2 separate regions of the Rattus norvegicus genome follow, and region 2 is linked to region 1. The links are chromatin contacts, called in public Hi-C maps. All regions are on one chromosome and are shown on one strand. The core of a region is the stretch at or near the end of the contact, and the rest is flanking DNA. Distances in the headings are between cores, read along the strand shown. Region 1 holds the start of Cntn4 (contactin 4). Region 2 overlaps Cntn4 (contactin 4).

The links. Hi-C and Micro-C count contacts between places; a contact is called where the count stands out from the background.
Region 2: a Hi-C map of frontal cortex shows a contact between it and region 1, with 2.7 times the contacts expected there. The contact joins the enhancer-like site here to the promoter of Cntn4 in region 1. A contact is called at or near these places in 4 of 12 Hi-C or Micro-C datasets (frontal cortex, hepatocytes, kidney and 1 more).

Annotation. Positions count from the first base shown.
Region 1 is chr4:140,176,927-140,184,120 of GRCr8, reverse strand. Cntn4 (contactin 4) reads right to left here and starts at 3,300. Exons shown (of 25, transcript NM_053879.2): 1 at 3,177-3,300. It overlaps LOC120102360 (a long non-coding RNA gene), which reads left to right and starts at 3,484. Exons shown (of 2, transcript XR_005503811.2): 1 at 3,484-3,569; 2 at 5,756-7,194.
Region 2 is chr4:141,120,242-141,127,435 of GRCr8, reverse strand. The region is part of intron 14 of Cntn4 (contactin 4); the gene reads right to left. Among named protein-coding and RNA genes, the nearest start is that of Il5ra, 96 kb to the left of the region's middle. Within about 2 kb of position 2,780, at least 2 of the 93 cell types and tissues checked have an H3K27ac peak or open chromatin away from gene starts, as enhancers often do.

The DNA of each region.
Region 1 (7,194 bases), core at 2,051-4,550:
CAAGGGCCTTCCCTCCCTGCAAAAAGAATTGCAGTGCGGACTGTGTTCTTGCTTTCTCCCTTGGTCACCTCTGATCCCTGGCATGTTTCTTCTTTAAAACTACTCATTGTCCCTCATAAGTTTGCATCCAGAACTAGGAGAACTCCTCCCATGCACTCCTTCTAAGGGCTCATCCCAGGCATTTGCCTTATGACAAGGAAACTGGCTCTGAGAAGACAGACTCTGGGTACTTCTGCAACTGGCTACTTTGTCACTGGTAATGAATGACAGACACAAACAAAAAGAGAAAGGTAACAGTAACTCCCAAGCTGGCAGTGATCCCTTAAAAGGAGTGTTGGCCCAGTGATACCAACAGATACCTGTCTCATACCTTGCTACTTTATTTCACTGTGAATTTACCATACCTCATCCTCAAATGTGCTCAAATTTTAATGATTTATTTAAATTTTCTTCTCATAGAAAATAATAAAGGAAACTTAAGACAAAGATGAAGAAAAAGAAATCACTTAAAGCACTAAATCCTGGAGTCTGAAAGACTTCCGGTGCTGTTTTATACATACAAAACAATGAAAACAAAGGACGTGTACACATCAAAGACTAGAAGCCTACCCCTGACCATCACAGGAAATGGGTTTGGTAAAAATCCTATAAAATCAAGTTCACCACAAAGTTGAATTTCACCTGATAAAAAGAGAGGTTACAGCTCACACGTATTTTTTTCTTCTGACTTTGAATATAACAAAGAAAACTAAAATGCATTGAAACCAATATCAGATAAAGTTGGAGATAGCAGAAAGCTGAATAAGTCAGGAGTATAAAGAGGGTGGTTTCCATCAACAGGCTTAGTTAATGAGGTTATGTTGATTTTGATTTTTTTTGTAAGACTTAAATTGCAAATAAAAGTTGTCCTGAGGAACTTTTGAAAGAATTTGCAGCCAAAAACTCAGGAGTTTAAAGGTTAAAAGTGCAAAGACATACTTCTGAACAAGAGGACATGTATAAAATAAAGGGATGATAAAAAAAAAAAGGAAAGAAAAATCCAACTGCATTTGACAGATTTGTTCTTCGGTCACCCTTAATCGGGTACTTCTGGAATGACTATGGAAGGAGGTTCTTAACTGCTTTCCAACTGACTTGAAAGTCTTCAAACCTGAGAAATTGCAAGTGGGTTGACAGGCAACAAATAAGAGATCTGCCTTTTGTTGCAGTTTCCAGAGGCAGCTTTAACAACAGGTGACTTCTCAGAGCTGTAGACTCTTAATTCAAAAGACCTTTCCCACCTTGCAAGCAACCTGAGTGTTCCACACTGAACCCTAATGAGACTTATCCTGACCTCTTATACCAAGACAGGCAGTTAAAGTCGGTGGAAACCAATGTTTTGTTTTGTTTTAAGAGAAGGGAGGGGGTGAATAGAATTTTATAAAGCAGCAAAACTCATGATCTTAGTGAACTAAGCTTTGGATACTCAGCAGTGTTTCTTACTGTTCACAACCCACTGGAAATTCCCAACCTGCTCTGAATGAAATCTAGACGAAGGCACCAAGAACAGATTTAGAGAAATCTGAGTTGGCTCTTGACCCAGCAAGGCGTGTCTGTAGTCTGATGTGATGCTCTTTTTCAACCCCCTGAATTGAGACTGATAAAGCCTGCTCTCCAGCAAGGCTTGAAACATTACTGTAAGGAACTCCCACCCCACCCCCAAGCTACAGTTGCTAGGGCACCTACTGTGCTAAGGAACAAGAACTATACATCTCGACATGCAAAAGCATAAAAGCGCATTCCAAATTATTCTATGTAGTTGTCCAAACAAATCAGTCCTGTTGTGTTTGTTCCTTGAAACACCCAGCTCCCATCACCGTAAATCACTGGAAAAGCCCACACAATTAAAAGGCACCTTTATTTTGAAAAAAACATGGCTTGTCCCCCTATTGGTTCCTGTAGGAAACTAGGAAAAGTTCAGCGAGTGGGGCTCACAGTACCTGCCTTACAAACAATCCTTTTAATGTGTCCCCAAGATCTAGCCTGCTATCCTTCCTGCACTCCACACACTCCAGGGATTATCAGTTACACTGATTTACCTGGTCACAGCCTCTGCAAATCTTTGCCTCAGAGCATAATGCCTGGGGCTCACAACCTATCACCTTATTTCCCAATGCTCTAGGCAGCCTCCTTGCAACACAGCGCGGTGCCACAAAATGCATTCACGCATCAGGTTCTGCTTGGTTAAAGAGACTGAGGAGCCTACCTACGTCTACCTGGCCTACGCCTTTCAGTTTTAGTGAAATATATACAGTAGAGAACGGTAAAGAGCAGAAATGAAGCAATAATTATTTTGAGAGCTAAAGGGTTAAAGGTTGGCACCTGCGGGACGCCTGATACCCGTCTCTCTGCCGCTTGTGCAGAGGACGTGGTGCAGTTGCCTTTGCCTTCCCCAAAGAAACTGAATGTCCTCCCCTCCCCATAAGTTATTGGAAAAACATGCTGCCCCTACAATCTGCTAAGACCAACACTGGAAAAATCTCGTGCCCTCCACAACACCAGAGACCTGGTCGGTGTTGTTAAGCGCGGAGCAATCACTCACCGTGCTTTGCAAGGAACCCTACACAGTGTGGGCGCTCCAAAAATGAGCGTTTCAAAAGCGATCTCTCAATGCTGTGTCCCAGTCTCCCGAGCCCTGATGTCCAAGTCCCTTCAAATTTCAGCCCAACTTCACCTGCCCATACTACGGATTGCTCCTGGATAGATACCCCGGCACGGCACCCTCCCACAGCATTTAAAGAAAGAAAAAAAAAAGCTCGAAGGCGCCCACGGAGCGAAGGCGCACAGAGAGGGCAACAACGTGACCCAGCTGAAGACGCTGATTTTAAGGGTTCTGGGTGCATTTTCTGCTATAGGCTCTTCGTTTGGTGGCCGTAACGCAGAGCAACAAACTTCTTTTCACAGTAATAAAGGAGAACACGGGTCACCAGGAGGTAACAGTGGCGTCCGGGGGATGGGGTGCTGCTACGCCAGGTAGAGTTTTCTCAGCTCCTCACAGCCTCCCGGTCAGCCCCGCAGGAGCGACAACCCTGGGTACAGATCTGTCCATCCTCAGTCCTTAAGGACCAAGCTCTTTTATCCCAAGCCACAAACCAGGGTGCCTGGGAGAGAGCGCTCTGGAGTCGGGATGGACTTACCCAAGACGCCCGGCACAGCGCTTAGGAGAACTGGGCTTGCAACACAGCCAGCGTCCGAAGGTCCCAGCGGAGTGGCAAAAGCTCCCTACTTGCGACCAATCCTGGTTATGAACCTAGTGCTCTGTGGCTGCCGCGCGCTCTTCTCCCTCCCCGCGCTTGTGGCAGCTCTCAAAACCCGGCGCACCGGAGTTCAGGCTGCAGCGGTTCCTTTGCTGCCACCAGCGGAAGACTCACAGGGAGGGGGGCGCCGAGACAAGGGGAGGGCGGGGGCGGGGGCGCGCTCAGTGGAGCTGGGCATGCTCAGTGAGTCACCAGAGGCAGTGCACCCTTAGGCGTAGCACCTGCACCGCCCTGCCCTGGGGAGGCGACCCCGAGTACCCACGCGGGACACTGGTAAAGGGGGCATTGTCGGACATGACTAGCTCTGTCTGGTTCTTGGAGAGGGACGTAAAGGGTGTGTTTGTGCCGGGGTTCAAAGAGAGGATGGCATCTTCCTTGCCACCTGAATATTGGGGAACCAGTAGGTGCGACCTGCCTTTGGCTTCTTGTACACTCGGAATCTTAAAGGTGGCCAGGGATACCACGTCTGGACTAAGAATCGCTGCGCATGGGTTTGGGATAAGCGGTAGTAAAAGACTTGGGATATGGACCGAGAAGGCTTTAGGGTCGGACTTACTTGCTAGTTCTTAGGCCAAGGGCATCCGCCAGACAGTGAAATGAACCGGACCTGGTGTCTTTACCGGTACAACATATTGTCAAGCTGAATGAGTCTGGAAAGGGATAAGGGGAAGGAGGAAACACTTGCGATAAAATAGGGACAAGGATCAATATGTGCAGTATGGGGGCATACTAAAAGCGTCGTTATTCAAAAGCAGGTGCAACGGTTTAATGGTAGTCCTGTGGTCATTACACAGGACTCTACAATTCTTTGCAGAAATGGCTCCCTTCCCTTCGCTCCAACTCTAAATTTCGAGGTAGCCATCGAGACTGGGTAGGAAGTCTGAGCCCCCTTGATCCCTGCGCAAAGGGAGTCTCCAGGCAGAGGAGAGGCAACCCAGTGGAGCTCATTGGAAACCATTTCCAGCAACCCCAAGAGAGACTGAATTTTCTCTCCCTGGATAGAAAAAAGCCCCCCGGGGATTTTACAGAACCCCAGCTTCCTGTGCCTGTCTCAGCAGTTTGGAGCTACATAAACAACTTCTGACCATTTACACAATCATACAAACCTACCCTGACATCTCCATTATGTGGGAAAGATGTTAACTGGGAAACTATTTTTAAACTACTGCAGTAAGCAATCACCCCACTCCTCTAAACACATGCGGCAGCCTTCTTAGTTGGTACAAGTGATTTTGGTTTTGATTTAGTCTCACGTTTGGTTGTTATTGTTTTTTACTTTTAACATAATTAATTCTTGAAAAATGAGCAGATCTTAATGAAGGGATAGATATCGTAAGTGTTTCTCAGTTTCTGAAGTTACTGTTGGAAAAAAGAGCCCCTGACCTCATTTTCTTAGTTCTCAAATTGGGAGACAGAATAAGTCCCTCCCCTTCGCACATGGGAAGGAATTTTTCCAGAAAAGAAAACTTGGTAGTATATTTTCCCTGGTAAATTACTAAAGATGAATGGTTTCTAGTAAGTTGAATTCATCTGCCTGATCTACATGATTCTGATTATTTTTTGCTGCATTGATAACATATATGTGTGTGTGTGTGTATGTGTGTGTATGTATTTCTCTTTTTGTATTTTTTTAAATTAACTTTTTCTGCTAGCATACAAAAGAAGTGGATTAATTAATACATTTCCATATATATGTGTGTGTATATGTATACATATATATATAACATATATTGAGTATGAGTATTTTGTCTTGTATATGTCCTCTCACTACATTCCTGAATCCCACCCAAACAGCCATAGTCTATTTTTAACCAAGAGTCACTGGAACACGCACGCACACATGCACATGCGTGCGCGCACACACACAAACACACACTCACACATTCATATATATATTCTTATTATATGTTATATATTATTTTCAGTAAAAGTTGATAACAAATATGGCCTGGCTTAGGAGAAAACATTCTTTTGTGTACACACACACTCAGCATAGTCTGAGAAAACGTGGTATTATGGCATTTTAAACTCAATATACAATTAGCAACAGTTAAAAAGAGGGGAGAGAGACTGACAAGATGTTCCTCCAGTAGGATGAAAATTGCAATAATTTTCAAACTGTTGTGAACACTACGAGAAAACTCCGTCAACTATGTTTCTGAATTTCAGTTCTAAATGTTTCATTTGCTCTCACCTTTAATTTGTTTTTCATGACTACTGTACGGGAGACCTTGTAATGTAGCAAAGGAAAGAAAGCTCACTATGACCATGACTTAGAATCTGCTCAAGAGATGACCATCTAGTAAGGAACCCAATGTATATCTGGAGAGACAGATCTGGGTCGGATTGCTGGGATGTCAGTTAACTGATAAGCTGGGGGCTGGGGATCGTTCTTTCAATCAGCCTGCATCTAGCTTAAAATAAAAGCAATAATCCAGTCCCGATTTTCTATCCTGCAGGGAAGAAGCAAGGCCACCTCTGCCAAGAAAGCCAGCTTCTCACTGAAGCTCTCCTGATTGGGGAGTGTTCCTCAGAGAATCAACCTCTGCCAGGAGATGGAAGTGGCTTATTTGGAAGAAAACATCCTCACACGTGTGTGTCCCTGTATATCCGGGACCCCCAGCTAAGTGTTAGTTCCGTGCTCAGAGAACCTGTGATTGGGATTCTCTGGGGGGAAATGTTCCAAACGAATCAATTAACACCACCAGCAGAGAGTTCAATACCACTGTACTGAGACCCAGCTTTGTATCAGTGCATGAATGAATTACTAGTGCTCATGTCATTTGCAAATAGTCATCATTATAGCACAGTGGAAAATACCCATTTAGTCTGAGTAGCACCTTAGCAGCACATTCCAATAACCCTCATGGACCCTCCAAAGTATTTGCACATATATGTGCAGATTAAGCTTCAGATAGTTTAATATGGGACTGTCTATTTGGACACAAGGTCACCCCTTACACTCATTAAACCAATCTGAATGAGGTCTGATAACTCTTAAGGGAAATCAGCACTTGAAATGCTTTCGACTTTTTGGAGACACGGACGGAATATATCAGCAGGTTTCACTCAGCATGAGACAGCTCTGAAAACTCCAGAAAGGACATGTCCCTGTGCTGTCCCACCCCACCCTCAGAGTCGTTCTTCACACATCCAGGGTTTATGGTGGGTGTGAATTTAATGTGAGGGGTGGAAGGGGGGGAGAGGAGTACTTTACAGAAAAAGCGTGTTTCTTCTAACCAAATCTGATCTGAGTCAATTTTTCTGCTGAGTCCTCCTACCCAGTGGGAATTTTTAAAAAAAAATCCTAAACAGCACTTTTTTGTGTTCTAAATGACATGAATAAAATGATCCAGGGCTGAAAAGATAACTCAGTGTGTAGTTGTGCTTGCTTTTCATGAAACCAAGGGGGAACTTAGTTCAATTTCTGCAAACACAGAAAGAAAAAAATCCTAGGCTTGGCCATGCGTCTGAAACCCTACCCTTTTGCAGGCATCTATCTGTTATAGGCAGTTATAGTTATAGTTATAGTTATAGTTATAGTTATAGTTATAGTTATAGTTATAGGCAGATATCTGGGACTTGATGGCCAGCCGTCCTGAGCTAAGTGAGATACTGTGTCCCAAAGTGTATGACAGAGGGTAGTGGAGGAAGAACTCCTGAAATCTTTGACGTGTACACTCACCGGCACATGTTCCTGTCCACAAACACCCAGACACCCAGACACACACACACACACACACACACACACACACACACACACACACACATACACACACACACACTGGAAAATAGGTTGAAGGAGCTGTGGGGACAACTCAGATGAAACAAAACAGCTGGTTTTTATACTTAATTTGATTTGCTAAAGCCTTAATAATCTTCATGTAAGAAGTAACAC
Region 2 (7,194 bases), core at 1,531-4,030, 940 kb before region 1:
AGCACATGTCAGTGTGTGCTTATAGATATGAGAAGAGGACATCAAGGAACTCACAGAGCTTAAAGATGGAGGCTATTAATTCCTTGGTGGGCATTATTAGCTGGCTTTCCTTTATTTGGCATGGCAGAACTGATTACTAAAGCTTTCTGCTATACAGAATCCTGACCAGACCCACATGTCCCCCGGCAATCAGGTTCACTCCAGCTAGCTTATCTTGGGGGCTTATCTGTAATTCTCAATGAATCTTATTCTGGGATCTTATCAAAAGTAATCAACTATTGACAGCTCCTTGGCTCCTGGTGATAGCTAGAATGTCCCTTCGGTATGCATGCTGGACAAGACATCATGAAATGAGCTAAAGAGACTCTTGTTTCTGTTGTGCTCTCTGCTTCAGAGCAGACTCTGTTTGCTTTCAAGAAACTTGATGGAGAATGAAAATCAGTATATTTCTCGGTTAAGGGTCTGTTAATGTTCTAAATTTTGGGAAGATGCCAATTACTGACAAATGCTCTTCAAGCCTGGGCAATGCTCTGGACTAGGTTTGAGGGTCACTGCACAAGAGTATAGATGTCCACACCAGAAGAAGGGGAAGTTTTCTTTTCATTGAGAAGTACTGACCCAAAAAGAAAAGGAAATCAATGGAAGGTCAGAGACATACAAAGCAACTTAATTCAGTTACTTTTCAGAGCGATGTTACAACTTTTCATGTTTTTAAAATTAGGTGGAGGAGACATAAAGATCTGAAGATATTTCAACCATTTAAACATTTCCATTTAATAAATATAAAGGATAATGGAAGGGGAGGAGCAGTGAGTGGGGAAGCTGGCAGAAAAGATGCAACACAGAAAATGACCAAGCAAAAAGTGGATAAAGAGCACAGGACCTTCTCCTGCATACACACCACACGTAGCACACTCATTGTAAAGGACAGTCACAATGATAGGGAGACAGGCTGGCAATAGGAAAACATGAATGGGCTGTCTCTTATGGAGCAGTATTCTGTTTATTGTTCTTTAGAATATTAAAATAGAAGGATATAAAACACTTTATGAGAAATAACTCCCAACCATGCTCATGAAAGCAACCTTAATTAAACTCAGTGGGTTACCACCACACAAAAATCAAAACCAAAATAGGGCTGGCAAGATGGATGTGCAGATAAAGGCACTGGACACCAAGACTGGTGACCTGAGTTTGATCCTCAGAATTCTCATGGTAGAAGGAGAGAACTGACTTCTCCAGGTTGTTCTTTGAGTTCCACACACATTCCAGGGCAAGCATGGGCATACACACAGAGAAAGATACACAGTAGCATAGGTGCGTACGTGCGCACACACACACACACATACACACACACACACACACACACACACACACACACATAAATGAAATAATTTTAATCTACCCAAACAAAGCGAAAGTCATAAAAGTAAGAGGGGATTTCTGGGAAGAATTCAGTAGAAGAGGGCAAGGTATAAAAGGGGATACTGAAGGGTAAAAGTTAGCGAAGTGCATTATGTTGATACTTCTATCAAAATGCCTAGAATTTAAGTCAGAGGTCAGCCTTGACCCAAATCTCTTGGATTCCAAATCTACATTTAGGTCATTTATAAAGACAGATGGCCTTTGCTGTTGTGATAATCAAAACACTCCATGTCTATGGTATCTCTGTCTGGAAATATTGAGCAGAGGTAGCAAAAGAAAAAATGGGTATATTACATTAGCAAGAGAGTTATTAAAGGGCAGAAGACATAGCTATGTGACTAGGTCTTTGTTAACTGACAACATATAATTTTCTCATTTCAGAAACATGCTACTTACTTAAATTCAAACAAAGAGAAGATTCATAAGTACGAATGTGTGCATGCATTTAAATATGTAACTCACTGATACATCTTAGTTGCAAGGCAATTACATACTTAAATTTCTCACAGAACTCAACAGCTTATCATTGGTAGGGAAGACAGGAAGGGTAAGACCACAGCTTAAATTCTATCCAATATGTGCACATTATTTATCTAATCAATGTCAGGTCCCTGCTGTCAAGACCCTGGATGGAACCCTTGGGCTGCAGTGCAAAAAAAAAAAAAAGTGAATAAGACTTTGCAAATTTGCTACCTTTTCTGAAAACCAATACCCATAGAAATATAGGTAAGAAAAATCCAATTCACTTTTTAGATCATTCATAATCCATTTACTATGCAGGCCTGATGTGCAAGGTGGATGGATCTACTTAGAGATTGCTCTCTCATTTACAAAACCCTTCCAGTTATCTTCTGCAAGAAAAATAGTCTTTCCTTTTGTCACCGTACTAGGGCTAGCTCCTTTTAACAACCCCAGTGGGACTCATTCACTCTAGGTTATAAGGTATCCTAAGAACCAGTAGGACACTCTGCCATGGTGGAGACTTCCAGATGGAGAACTAGACATCCTTTACTGGAAAAAAGGCCAGAGCTCATTCACATATGGTAGCTGGTGTTTAGACTTCTAGAGGATATATATATATATATATATATATATATATATATATATATTTATATATGTACATATATATTTATATATGTATATGTATATATGTGTGTGTGTGTGTGTGTGTGTGTGTGTGTGTGTAGATGCATTGGGATTGATGCCAGCTTTTATAAAAGTGTCATCACAAAGAACTGTATTAAACTCATAGCCTGGCATCGAAGACCCCAGTTGTCACTTCTGGGCACACAGCAATGGTGCATCAATCACCACATTAGAAGTCATTTGGCATCTCCGATCTGCAGTTTTCAAGGTGATGGCATTTGGCATTGTAGGGGGACTATGGAATTTTTATGAATCATTGTGCGGATCAACAGATTTTGATATGCTTCAGAAACCCTGCTACATAGCGTGAGAAACACATGATAGTACAGGTACCAAGGATTTGCCTGGGAAGAAGAGGAAACAGTTGTTTTGAGAGTTAGAAGAGGGTGACGTCTAAGGAAAAGAGCTCTGTCATAAGTCATAGTTCCAAGGGAGCTGCTGGCTGCTTAGTAAAAGCCAGCAAAGATGACAAAGTAATTTCTGGTTCAAGCATGAATGCTCAAGTATAGGAGTTTCTGTGCAATTGGCAGATGCTTCAAGCTAGCCGCTAAATCCAAAGACACTTCATGCGCCAGTAACATTCTGGCATTTCACGCCAGAGGGCTGCATAAATGCACATTCCAACAGGAAGAGATGTCATGGGAAAATTACTCAAAAGGAGTAACTGAGAAATAGATAAGAAAGGCTATAGACTCAAAACTAATCTAAACCAAGGGCAAGAGAAGGCAGTCAAATCTGAGTGTAGACTGGGACTAGGCAGATGGCTCAGTGGGAAGAGCTCTTGCTCTGCAATCGTGAGGATCAGGGTTTGATTTCTTCACCATATGAAAGTTGGGTAGGATGGGAGCCTTCTTGTAATCCTAGCGGTTTTGAGGCACAGATGGGATCTTGGAGCAAGCTGGCTGGCTAGACTAGCCAGTCAGCTAGCTCTGGATTCAGTGAAAATCCTGCCTCAATAAACAGAGCAGAGTGATGGATGATGGTGTCCAATGCCAACATTTGACCTCTGCATGTACACTCACACACATGTAACATGTGCTACGTGAACATGCATAGGCATACATACATGTGTACATCTCATGCAAAAGGATAAAAAGAAACCAGGAGAACTTTTAAAAGATGGTGGTTAAAAGAAAGAAGCCCGCTGTTTATGTTTTCTAAGGATCATTCACCTCAGGGCAGGAAGAGGTCAGATTCATTTATGACTTCTTGGAAACTCGATAATCCTTTGTCTCTGAGCAGAATTTTTAATGTGTGCATTCAAAACAAATTGCTAAATTGCTAAATGTTTCCCTTTATTACCCCCAGCAAGAGGTAAAGCTCCAGGGTATATTTCAAGATGCTCAGGAAATGTGTATGCTAAATAGTTTTCTTTTTGTTGTGTGGTTACCTGGTAGATCATTTCAGTGAAAGGAAAGAAAAAAATGAGCAAGCCGATTTCTTACTGATGTCTAACTCCCATTGGCAGGGATTATCATTGTTAGGTTCTTAGTGAAAATCAAAGTAAAGGCCATACAACCAACAGATTGGGAAAAGATCTTTACCAATCCTACAACAGATAGAGGCCTTCTATCCAAAATATACAAAGAACTCAAGAAGTTAGACTGCAGAGAGACAAATAACCCTATTAAAAATGGGGTTCAGAGCTAAACAAAGAATTCACAGCTGAGGAATGCCGAATGGCTGAGAAACACCTAAAGAAATGTTCAACATCTTTAGTCATAAGGGAAATGCAAATCAAAACAACCCTGAGATTTCACCTCACACCAGTGAGAATGGCTAAGATCAAAAACTCAGGTGACAGCAGATGCTGGCGAGGATGTGGAGAAAGAGGAACACTCCTCCATTGTTGGTGGGATTGCAGACTGGTAAAACCATTCTGGAAATCAGTCTGGAGGTTCCTCAGAAAATTGGACATTGAACTGCCTGAGGATCCAGCTATACCTCTCTTGGGCATATACCCAAAAGATGCCCCAACATATAAAAAAGACACGTGCTCCACTATGTTCATCGCAGCCTTATTTATAATAGCCAGAAGCTGGAAAGAACCCAGATGCCCTTCAACAGAGGAATGGATACAGAAAATGTGGTACATCTACACAATGGAATATTACTCAGCTATCAAAAACAATGACTTTATGAAATTCGTGGGTAATGGTTGGAACTGGAAAATATCATCCTGAGTGAGCTAACCCAATCACAGAAAGACATACATGGTATGCACTCATTGATAAGTGGCTATTAGCCCAAATGCTTGAATTACCCTAGATGCATAGAACAAATGAAACTCAAGACCAATGATGAAAATGTGAATGCTTCACTCCTTCTTTAAAAGGGGAACAAGACTACCCTTGGCAGGGAATAGAGTGGCAAAGATTAAAACAGACACAGAAGGAACACCCATTCAGAGCCTGCCCCACATGTGGCCCATACATATACAGCCACCCAATTAGACAAGATGGATAAAGCAAAGAAGTGCAGGTAGACAGGAGCCGGATGTAGATCTCTCCTGAGAGACACAGCCAGAATACAGCAAATACAGAGGCGAATGCCAGCAGCAAAGCACTGAACTGAGAATAGGACCCCCGTTGAAGGAATCAGAGAAAGAACTGGAAGAGCTTGAAGGGGCTTGAGACCCCATATGAACAACAATGCCAAGCAACCAGAGCTTCCAGGGACTAAGCCACTACCTAAAGACTATACATGGACTGACCCTGGACTCTGACCTCATAGGTAGCATTGAATATCCTAGTAAGATCACCAGTGGAAGGGGAAGCCCTGGGTTCTGCTAAGACTGAACCCCCAGTGAACTAGATTGTTGGGTGGAGGGCAGTAATGGGGGGAGGATGGGGAGGGGAACACCCATAAAGATGGGGAGGGGGAGGGGTTGGGGGATGTTTGCCTGGAAACCGGGAAAGGGAATAACACTCGAAATGTAAATAAGAAATACTCAAGTTAATAAAAAAAAAGTAAAGGCCATCATGAGCTTCATATATATCATCATACTTGTCCGTATAACAGCATACATATGTCATGTGTTTATCATGTGCCACAACCCCTACCTCGTGACTGCACCCAAGACCTCACTAAACTTTGAACATTATGAGGGTAAGGAACATGCCTCTATCATTCAGTATACATTACATTCATATTACATGGTGGTTGACATAAGAGGTATCTGAATATTTAAAATGAACAGGGCTTATGAATGGCACAACAGGTGAAGAGCTCATCGTGTAAGCAAAAGACATGGGTTTGAAACTCTAGAATGTGTTAACATTGATCTCAACACTCCTATGGAAACAGGAGAGACAGACACAATACCTGGAAGGCAGCAATCCTAGAGTAGGTAGTAATAATGAGACCCTGCTTCAAACAAGGGGAAAGCAACATATAATATTGCTCCCTCTCAGCTCAACACATGCACTGTGGACAGGTGCATGGAGGGCTCACACACATATACATACACATATCACATACAGAGACATCACACAGCACATCATACTCTCTCTCTCTCTTTCACACACACACACACACACACACACACACACACACACACACACGATGGAACAGAAGATGAGCAAACACAGGGCAATTTTATTTTCCAGTCTATGACATAGATTTCAATATCAACACCATTTCCAACAGCTCACACGACTAATTAGAAGGAGAAAACAGGCACTGGTTCCCTCCTCTGGTTGACTCCACAGGCCTGTAAGTTACTGATTTCTATTTCAATATGACTACAGTTCACTGCTTACTTTAATTTGCTGTGAAAGAGGCATTTGGGTGGCTGCCAATGCACAGGTATAATTGAGCTCTGCCCAATTCTCTTTTGACTCTGAAAGACAGTGACATGATGTGTTGGAACCAGAGACACTCTTTTCTGGAGTCAAGACATAAGAAAGCTAGAGGAAGAAATGAGAACCTGGCTGTGTTCAAAGTGATATGGAAAGAAAACATCTGAGAGCAAAAGCTTAGGAAGTCACTCCAGGAAGGCAGCAAAGAACCATTAGACTTATGTCCCCCAAATACAGAAACAACTTGACAGGAGGCAAAACAAGTATCTCTAAGATAATATATATTAGAAACTTAGATCACATAGATGGCAGTTTAGGGCTTAGAGGGGAAGACCTTGGACAATAGAAGCAGAATTCCCAAATTTTAGTTTCATTTTATTACTTAGCATGTTGACCATAGGGAAGTTAAATATTTTCTTAATACAGAAATTTCCCTGGCTTTAATTAAAGTAGCAATACATCTCTCATACTTTAAGAATTGATAGGAACATTTATGAGATGTTTTGAGAATAATGCTTGCCTCATAATAAGCACTCAGTATGTGCTAGCTTGTCTTTGTTGAGACTTTCATAATGCATGTAGTGGACTTTGACCAGGTTCACGCTCTTATTCTCTTTCCTTCAATTCCTCCCTTGTCCTCCCTACCATTTCTCCTCCTAACTTCCTATGCTATTTAAAAACTCCATTGAGTCTATGTAGTGCTGCCAATCTATGCCTGCCCTTTGGGCCATCTACTGAGGGTGTGGAGCCTCTCCAGGGCTGCATCACTGAAAAAACTGATTCTCTATTTTTTTGGGAAACCATCAATTGTCCATAGATGTTC